Linked DNA regions of Mus musculus: regions 2 and 3 are each linked to region 1. A link is a contact called in public Hi-C and promoter capture Hi-C data. All regions are on one chromosome and are shown on one strand. The core of a region is the stretch at or near the end of the contact, and the rest is flanking DNA. Distances in the headings are between cores, read along the strand shown. Region 1 holds the start of Kcnd2 (potassium voltage-gated channel, Shal-related family, member 2). Region 2 has its middle 210 kb from the start of Gm38772. Region 3 overlaps Kcnd2 (potassium voltage-gated channel, Shal-related family, member 2).

Region 1 (3,215 bases), core at 492-2,991:
TGGAAGTCAATTTCTTTACAGCAAATCACAACCCACTTTCCTTCTAAACAAAAGACAAAGCCTTGAATAATAAATTTTTATGTAGAAGTCAGTCTGCTCTTTCTAGTGAACTCCACTTTTCAATGGTCTTAATGGTTTTGTTGATCATGCTTTGGTACTTCACATGTAATTTTTCAAAGACATTTCAATAGGAAACTCTGTACATCATATTCCATGTCCATCAGAATGCAGTCTGAAGCCTGAACAACGCGTGACATATAAACACTGAAAAGGTGGGTGGTCGCAGGAAATTTAAAGATGTTTACGTGATCAGATTCTCTGTTGAATCAGTAAATTTTTCTGATCCTTTGCCTTTCTAAAGCGGCAACCTTGGATGTAAATTTAACTTCTCGCCACTCCCGCCATCTAGTGGCCATGGTTGTTAAAAGCTTGGTTTTAAGGAAGACACTTAATGACTGGGGGCGGGGTACACGAAGACCAAAATCGGTTGGCCACTACAATTTTCCTGTCTCTCCTCACATCACTCACCCTTCACCCGGGCACCTTTTCTTTCTTCGGTCATTTTAGATATGGGCAGGGATGCGCAAAGGGCATGAAGAGACACACACTCTAAGAGACTCACGCCCCTGCACACTGACATTTAGAAAAGGGTCTAAATTCTCCTGTCATTTGCAAAGGACAGGGGGAAAGGAGTTGTGGCAAGACCTAACCAGAGGAGATTTGTGTGACTTTTCCAGCAAGTTGGACGGGTAATATATTAGCCTTAGTAACATTAATATCTGTTTTGAACATACATAATTTAAAAAAATAAATAAAGGAACGTGGGAGAGTCACTTAAAAATTCTGTCGCGGAGCTTTGCAGGTTCTGCGACCCAGTCGCCCCCCAAAGGCAACCAATTCCTTCGCGTTCCGCTCTGTTCACCCTCCTTTCCAGCTTTTCTCGAATCTTTTTTTTTTCCTTGCCCCCCTTTCCCACGCTCATCTGGAACCGGGGCTCCGGAGGCAGCAGTAAGCCACCGGTCCCCTTCCTCCTCTCTTCCATCAAACAGCCGCGGCCGAGTGCCTTGAAGCTTCCCTTTGTTCATCCAAGGCTCGCTCATCCCCGGGGTAGAACCACCTGGATGCTCTCGCTTGGTGACATTTGGCGTCGAGGCTGGTGGGTGGCTAGGGTGGAGCGAGAGGAGCCCGAGGGGGCGGGGGCGGAGAAAGGTCAAGGCGAGGGAAAGGCAGGAGACGCCTTTGCCTAACCTGCGTGGCGGGGCTTGCGTGCGGCTCTCGCTCTCTTCCCAGCTTATTTATCGATCGCACCGGCAGAGCTGCGCGCGGTGCTCGGGGGAGATGCGGGACCACCCACTGGCGGGGAAGCAGCGAGCGGCCCTCTCGCGCCCCCGCGCCGCCGAGCGCCTCCTGCCTCCGCGCCCGGACGCCAGCCCGCTCCCGCCTCGGTCCCGGCCCCACGCCGCCACCGCCCGCCCCGCAGCCCCGCAACCCCGCAGTCCCGGCGCCCCGCAGCCCCGCAGCGCCCCGACCCCGGGGACGCCGGCCGCGCAGTAAGTTGGCAGGAGCGAGTGGCCTGGGCGGCTCGCCTCCCCCGCACCTTTTTGAACTTGTTGCTGTTGGCTCTGCTCGCCTGCGCCTGGCTTTTGGGAAGGTGACAAGGAGGAGGGAGGCACGGAGGGTGGGGGAAGGGGACGGAGAGCTCGCCAGAGCTTTATTTATGCTCCCCGGGAGCCTGGGATCTGGCTGCTCGGGAGCCGCTGGCTCTGCCTTTCCCTTTCCGGGTACAAGGCGACAGCAAAGTCTCTATGCAACTCAGCCCCGGTGCGCACTTTGCCAGGTATGTACCGCGGGCGAGGCGCGTTCTGCGCGGAGGCAGATGCTGCTGCCGCCACGGCGGCGGCGGCTGCCAGCTCCCAGGCTCTATAACTGTCACACTGCACCTGAGCTGAACTTGAACAGAGAGTGAAAGGGCCCATCGGGCAAACGCTCTCGGCTAGCGCAGAGGGTGTCAGTCGTCGTTGTGGGGGGGAGAAAGAGCTCTAGACCGACGCCCCCCGCCGCGAGCCCTGCACTTCACCTCCATCTCTGCAAGCGCAGCGTGAGTACAGGCGGCCAGCGGACTCCAAGGGACGCGGGACAGCGGCTGTGACCGCATCTCCGGAGCTACAACAACAGGTCGTCTTTTTGAGACGCCTTTGGCGGGAAGGACCACTTCAGCAAAAGGGGAAGGTGAAAGGGTTCTTTCTTTTAAGAGACTACCACTGACTGGTTGACTTTCCCTGTTTCCTCTCTCCTGCTCTATATACCGACCCCATATCTACCAGACTGTATCAGGGGAGAAGCGAAGACACCTGTTTGAAGCCAGGCTGTCTCCGAAGTCACCTGTACGTTTACATGTGCCAGGACCTGCCCTGGTCCAACTGTTGGCAGAGATTTGTTTAGGCTTTATGGAGAGAGATTTTTAGGTCACTGTATTTTTTTTTTCTTAGTATTCCAAATACTTCTGTGAGGGAAACCTGACCTTCTTGAGTACTGTGACTTGACCTGCGCCACCTTGGAATAATCGTGTTCCTGTGAGCAGTGTCCCCCCAGTGTTTTGCCTGAGGTGAAGAAGTGGGGGGCACTTTCTTACTTTCATTGTGTTATTTTGGGTGACCCCCCTGCTCACTCTCGTGACCTCCACTTCCAGACAACATGGCAGCCGGTGTTGCAGCATGGCTGCCCTTTGCCAGGGCAGCCGCCATTGGGTGGATGCCTGTTGCTTCGGGGCCTATGCCTGCGCCCCCAAGACAGGAGAGAAAAAGGACTCAGGACGCTCTGATAGTGCTGAACGTGAGTGGCACCCGTTTCCAGACATGGCAAGACACCCTGGAACGATACCCAGACACTCTGCTGGGTAGTTCTGAGAGAGACTTTTTCTACCACCCAGAGACCCAACAATACTTCTTTGACCGTGACCCGGACATCTTCCGCCACATCCTCAACTTCTACCGCACGGGGAAGCTTCACTATCCCCGCCATGAGTGCATCTCGGCTTATGATGAAGAACTGGCCTTCTTTGGCCTCATCCCAGAAATTATTGGCGACTGCTGTTATGAGGAGTACAAGGACCGCAGGCGGGAGAATGCTGAGCGCCTCCAGGATGATGCAGACACTGACAATACAGGAGAGAGTGCGCTGCCCACCATGACTGCTAGGCAGAGGGTCTGGCGGGC
Region 2 (3,215 bases), core at 535-3,034, 460 kb before region 1:
CAGTAGTAAATAGGAGGTAGAAAAATGTAAGAGCCAGGGGGGATGAAGAAAACATGGTGTGGAAGTTGATCTCAAATGTACTTTAACTTTGAGATTTAGAATCACTTAAAGTAGTGAGTCTATGTCTATGTCTCTATATCATGTATATGTACAGCTTTTAGTTTATTATTTTTCTGGGACTCCTGAGTGTATGAATGAGTAGGTCTCTGATTCTAGTGCCTTTTCGCAGGGCTCTATTCCCTCAGTTTGTTTACCTTGCTCAACTTTGATGTGATGGTTTTTGTCTGATCTTATTGTATTTTAATTTATAAAAATAATAATAACAACACTTTTTAATAAAACATTTTAAGTAGTTTTAAAACACAATAGAGAACATATCCATAGATATTTTAATGTTTTATTTTCATTAGGGCCCAATGTTCAAGACTGCAACAGGGAATTAGTTTTAAATTTTGGTCCTATTCCAGTGGTTTCTGCTTCCCTCTACAGTTGTTTGTTTTTCATACATATATGTCATGGCAGTTAATATGTTTTAAAAATATAAATCATGCTAATATCAGCAACTGAATTGATCTGGTGCTATAAAATATTCATCTTCTAAATTGTACTTATTATTTGGATTTCTAATATTGAGTATATGTTGGACAAAAAAAAATCACATTTTCCCTTTCCCTTATACATTGAGATATGTGTTTACAGAAAATATATCTGACAGCAGAGTACTGTAGAATAGATGACTACTCATAGCTTGAGGGTAGATTCCAGTGGAAACTGCTTCCTATCCCGACACGTATAATATTACATGATAAGGCATGCTATTTAAATTTCTGACAACATTACTAAGATCCATGAAAAAATTATATGTTATTTTTTTTAACAAAAACTAGTTAAAAGAATTTTAGGCAATCTATAATTTACGTGTTGAAATGTTTGTCATGCTTTAGTTTTAAAGTCTCAAAAAGTAATGGTGCTTACAATATGACTTCTGTATATTAATAAAAATAATTATATTTAGGTTCTCCTACTATAGATTATCTAAACAAAAAATAGTGTCATCTAGTTAAACCCCTGAATCATATTTTTAAAAATGTGAACTAACAAAAGATAGTAGGATGATTAGAGGAAGAACTAGAATTAGAAACCAGCTCAGTGAATAGTATTTTCTTTTGATTTATTTAAAAATAACAACTGGGTCATTCTGCAATTAAACTCACTTGGTGGAAAAGGCATTCAAAAGAAAATAAATAAACGCTTAGATAACATATGAGTCTATAACAATCAATTATCTTCATTTGTTTAAACCTTATTTTAATCCATATGCCATAATTGCAATCCTCGTGGTCTGAAACTTTATTTGGCAGGCTGCTTATCATTATTACGAATGTTTCTAAAGGATGGCCAGGTCATTTTGCCATCAATATTATGCTCGTAATAGATAAACTGACGTTATGTGTTCTGGTAAAAAACATGATCTCTCCTTAGTTACACTAAAGATACTTTGGTTGGCACACAAGACAGCACGGTGTCACCTCAGGAACTCGGAGGTCACAGTGCCATTGTTATCTTTTATAAAGCAATATATAATTTATCTACTTCATCCAACAAGATATAAGTATTAAAGTACTTAGTAAGTTTCTGAAATGTTTGAATATTTAGACAAGAATAGCATATGCTAGGCTAAAAATAAAGGCTATTAATAAAAGCCTTTATGCAGTATTGCTGTCATCAAATCCATCTGTCCCTGTGAGAACTCAGCATGTTCACAGCTACTGCCAAGAGAGCTGCCCTGTGTAGCAAGGACTTTAAATGACCTATCCACTCATGACTACAGCCATTTCTTTCTATTCACCAGTTAAATGACTGTGAGCTAACAGATATGATACTTCTCTTTGAATCTAGTGACATCCTTTCCAGTCCAATTCAACTCCAATAGGCTTCTTGTCAGCCTTGGGAATATTTATTCAACTAGTTTCAGCTGCCTTTTGTAAAATATGATTCAAATTCATTTTTAGTCTAAGTTGTTTATGGAACAAGTACGAAGTGATCAATTTTTCAACAATTATATAATTACATATTCATTTTAGCAATATGAAAAATAGACCCAGTGAAAGAAATGATATACTGAGACCATTCAGTGTGTGCTTCTTGTCATGAATGAAACTTCTATATATTGATTCATAGGTCTTCACAGATGAAATATTCATGTAATTTAGTACTCTTTTTTATCCAAACTGGCCCATTCTATTATTGGCTTTAGTAATTATAACTTGTGCCACCATGAATTAAAATATTCTTTCTTACTGTACCTATGTTATCCATCAGCCTTAATTTTCACAGAATAAAGCTAAATATTTTTTATTTAATTTGATTAAAAATACATATTAAAAGCTACCTATATTGTAGAGATATGTATAATACAAAGATACTTTAAATAGTAATACATAAGAGACAAATTTAAACCTCAAACATTACAATAAGATGGCTTATGCCCTATATAGAGGCAGAAATTTAGGGTAGGGAGGAAAACGAGTGGTACCTAAGTGAACCTAAAAGGGCTAAAGGAGAATGGAAACTAGGGTGCATGTCTGCCATGAGTCGTCACAGATAAAAGGTTAGGAAGGAGATTCTAACGAATAAAAATGGTTGCAAAGGCAGCAGTCTCATTACATTCAAAAGCACTGACACGTTCTTTTACATTTTAACTTACATTTTCTAAAGATTACGAATCACATATATCTGTCCTTACCTTACAATGCTTGACATAAAATAAATTTACTACTAATATATTATCACTTTTATCTAGAATTTGAAACAAGGAGTTAAATGTTATTTGATATTCTGTTAGTCATATTCAATACTTACTTGTTTTAAGGTGAATTCTCACTATGTAGTACATGATGGCTTTTAATTCATGATCTTCCAATCTTACTGTGTTAAGTTCTGATGGCTGGAGTGATGAGAAGGCCTAACCCCACTCTGCAGAGAATATTTTTTATGTCTTTTATTTACTTTGATACTTTGGTATTTCAATTTATGGACACGTACAAATCAAAATATGAATGACTAAGGAGAAGAAATGTACGGAGATTAATGGAAGAAAATTTAAGTAGAGTAATAGAAGGAAAATTGTATGGAAGCTTTGAAATGATCAGGACACATCTCTGTGTGCTAAAGGTGCATTCAATTTCCAACAAAAAAGAAGCTCAAAGTTTTTA
Region 3 (3,215 bases), core at 297-2,796, 320 kb after region 1:
AAAACATACTAGCAAAGGAAATTCTCATAAATGAATTATTTCTTTTATGTGAAACATGGGTCTTCATAAATAAAATAAAAGCCTGAAACATTCTAAATGGTTAGTCGTCTTGAGCATTTCTTTTAAAATAATATTTAATGTTATTTCATGTGTGTAAGTGTTTTGCCTGCATATATATTGCTGCACCATGTGCACACAAGGGCTGAAAGAGGGCATTGGATTTTTAAATTTTTGTTACAGACAGTTGTGAGCTGCTATGTGTATGCTGAGAACTGAACCTTGGTTATCTGAAAGAAATACCCACTGAACCATCTCTCCAGTCAGGAACCTATGTGTTTCTACACTAAGAATGGTAACTCATGAAAAACTGTGAAAAGTGTGATAAATGAAGAAATATGTGATCCCTGCAGAGTAGTGGTATATTTCTCCTTATGGGACAAACACCTGATAGGGCAACTTTAGGGTAGAAGCATCTATTTTGATATATGCTTCAATAAGGGAAATAGTCCATCTCGGGAGGAAGGCATCTCAAAGAGGCACAAAGTCACAGTCACACTGCATCTGCAGTCAAGAAGTAACTTCTCAACTCAGCGAACTTCTTCCTTTTTAATCACTCTGGGATTGGAGCCCATGGGAAGGTGCCATCCTCATTCAGGATGGCTTTTAACATTCACAGTCCAACCCAGAAATGTGCTTCCTAGGTAAATCCACGTGTATTCAAGTTGGCAGTGAAGAGTATCCATCACTGGTCATAACCCAACGAAGACTTATTAAGATATATAAACAGTGATGAGTCTTGATGATGTCCTGTCTCAGAGATAAGGATGTTCCCATTCTGCTAGGGAATGGGAAGGTAATTGCACTTGAGAACCTTATTCCCTGGCAGTGTGGAAGTATCCAGGTCTAGGGACTGGAGAGCTGCTTCAGAGGGTAAAAGCATTTGCTACTCTTTTGGGGAATCCAGGTTCAGTTCCCAGCAAATGCATGATATCTCACAACTGTCTGTAACAAAAGATCCAGGTGATCCAATACCCTTTACTAGCCTCTGCAGGCAGTCATGTGCATGGTTATATATACACATACACACACACACACACAAACACACACACACATATGGAGACATGGCAATGCTAGGAAAAATAGAAACAATAGTTAATTATTTAAAATAAATTATAGGGTTCAAATATGTGATATGAAAATATGGCACTCTAATTTCCATGCTATTTCAAGATAATGCACTTAGAAGGTGTACAACAGACTCCCTCTTGATAGACACTCCCACTCTGCCCAGCCTCGTTAGAGACAAAGTTACTTAATGCATTGTTTCCCTTGTTGCAGCTACTGATGAGGCTGATAAATTCTCATCTTGATCCATTTCTAAATATAGAAATAGCTCACATCTGTTAGGAATGCTTTTAGGCCATCCTGTGAGCACAGAGATTAGATCACTGTGTAAATGAACATGATTCTCAAGATACTTATTGGATGAAGTGTGCTTTAAAGTGGTGGACTAGAATTATGCAGAAGAGAAACAGGGACTCCTAGCGTGCTTTACACCCAAATCATGAGGCACAGAGACAGCTATGAGTCAGTGTGGCATCCAAGGCAATGCTAATTTTCGGTCTCTCAAGGGAAACTTTTTGTGTAGCTTCTGTAAGCAAAGCTTATGCTATTCTAAGGTCATAACTTCTTACAGTATCTTGACCTTGCTGAGCACCTCAAACCCTGGAGAGCTAGATTATCATCCTTCATTTGGTGCTTGGTTACTATAACCACTAGGGCCTGTGTGCTTTTCTGCTGAGCTGGAAGAGGATTAGTCTTGGCCACAAATATGCAACAAATAACAAGGAATGAAGAGGTAATGCAAAGCAAATTAACTGGGCCTGATGCTGTTTTTTCTGCTCCCCCTAATCATTGTCATGCTGTCAAACTATAGGAAAGAGTGGTTTCAAACAATTTTTTCATCAGAATCACTGAGGGCAAAGGGGTCTATTAAACATGGATTTGTGAGATCCATCAAAGTTTCTACTTGTAGAGTTCTCAAACCTATACCTTGGCATTCCTTGGAGATGCTTATGTTTCTACTCTAGGCACTGTATGCTGTAGTCTTCAGTGTTAGAGAAAGACCCCAAATATCTATGGACTCATTGGTGGACAAAAGCTCAGCTAGCTGCTCTTTCTTCTGCTGCTGCTTCCTATCCACCAAATTCCATCTTCCCTTCTTTGGCTGTAGACAGGGTCTTTTCCATGTCTTCTCATCTCCTGTTCCTATCCTCAGGATAGGTAAGTGAAGGGATGGAGAGTCAAAAATCTGCACCCACCCAGAGAGCTAGATCTTCTGACTCTCACCAGGACAGTTGAGCCCAACACTGCCAGTATCTGCTGACCCCTAGTGGCTGAGTATACAATGGGTTCCTTTTTCTTTTCACAAAAAATTATACGGTGAGTATTGGGTTTGGGGGTGATTATTATAGAGAATTACTCAATGACCATATTATTCAATTTTAGAAAAAGCTGACAGTGCCTTTATTACTTTTTCCATTTTATGGGGAAATAAACAATTGGGTGTAAAGTCTTCTACTCTATGCAAATCAGGTCAATTTGGTCAGCACGTTACAAATTCAGCATATAGATTTTTATAAACTCCAACGGTTTGCTCTGGATTTAGTTTTTAGCATGTGAAAGCTCAACATATGGGCCCAAATGCTGCTCCATACATGGGAGGTCTGGACAGAGAAAGAGGTAATATAATCATAACATGGTCTCAAAAAATGAGTATTTCTAAGTGGGCTGTCGGTAGTTCCAGAAAGGTTCATTGCAAAGCATATGTAAAAGGGTATACTTTGTTAATCCAGTGTAGAGATGATAGTAAATCCAGAGAGCATTGAAGTCTGCTTCAGCTTCCAAGTGAGATGCTCAATACCCCAAATTCAGCAAACTTTTCAGAAAATTTGCTGTGGGGTCTTTAAATCAGCATATTAACAAACAAAAGTCAGGGATTCTTTTCCTTACGGTAAGGGTGAATTAAAGAAGAATCCTTAAAATACTTGCAATATATTGTATTGTTTGGATATTAAAGTCTTTATTTTAATTTAAAATGAGATGAGACATTGGACATGAGAATAACTAGAGGAAGCAACTGGTACCTCAGCACTTCCTGAGTTGCTGAAATTTAAGTTAGACTAGTCAACTTACCACTCATCCAAGTTATTTCA

What was found. Promoter capture Hi-C pulls out the DNA fragments that hold promoters and counts their contacts. Hi-C and Micro-C count contacts between places; a contact is called where the count stands out from the background.
Region 2: a contact with region 1 is called in a Hi-C map of cerebellar granule neurons, with 4 times the contacts expected there. The contact joins the enhancer-like site here to the promoter of Kcnd2 in region 1. A contact is called at or near these places in 2 of 39 promoter capture datasets (hippocampal neurons and stem cell-derived epiblast-like cells), 3 of 484 Hi-C or Micro-C datasets (cerebellar granule neurons and cerebellum), 1 of 115 datasets of contacts at active chromatin or transcription factors (neural progenitor cells) and 1 of 9 other capture datasets (embryonic stem cells).
Region 3: a promoter capture Hi-C map of hippocampal neurons shows a contact between it and region 1, with 17 times the contacts expected there. The contact joins the enhancer-like site here to the promoter of Kcnd2 in region 1. A contact is called at or near these places in 4 of 39 promoter capture datasets (the C10 cell line, cranial neural crest, hippocampal neurons and 1 more), 1 of 15 datasets of contacts at CTCF or cohesin (stem cell-derived epiblast-like cells), 35 of 484 Hi-C or Micro-C datasets (the HL-1 cell line, brain, cardiomyocytes and 17 more), 8 of 115 datasets of contacts at active chromatin or transcription factors (PVALB interneurons, VIP interneurons, embryonic forebrain and 4 more) and 1 of 9 other capture datasets (embryonic stem cells).

What each region holds. Positions count from the first base shown.
Region 1 is chr6:21,213,605-21,216,819 of GRCm38.p6, forward strand. Kcnd2 (potassium voltage-gated channel, Shal-related family, member 2) reads left to right here and starts at 1,742. Exons shown (of 6, transcript NM_019697.4): 1 at 1,742-3,215. The coding sequence starts at 2,695.
Region 2 is chr6:20,755,682-20,758,896 of GRCm38.p6, forward strand. No RefSeq gene overlaps it. Among named protein-coding and RNA genes, the nearest start is that of Gm38772, 210 kb to the right of the region's middle. Within about 2 kb of position 1,785, at least 5 of the 459 cell types and tissues checked have an H3K27ac peak or open chromatin away from gene starts, as enhancers often do. A contact at or near this core is called in cerebellar granule neurons and cerebellum, where this site is marked.
Region 3 is chr6:21,532,650-21,535,864 of GRCm38.p6, forward strand. All of the region lies in intron 1 of Kcnd2 (potassium voltage-gated channel, Shal-related family, member 2), which reads left to right. Among named protein-coding and RNA genes, the nearest start is that of Gm52855, 5.8 kb to the right of the region's middle. Within about 2 kb of position 1,547, at least 8 of the 459 cell types and tissues checked have an H3K27ac peak or open chromatin away from gene starts, as enhancers often do. A contact at or near this core is called in PVALB interneurons and hippocampal neurons, where this site is marked.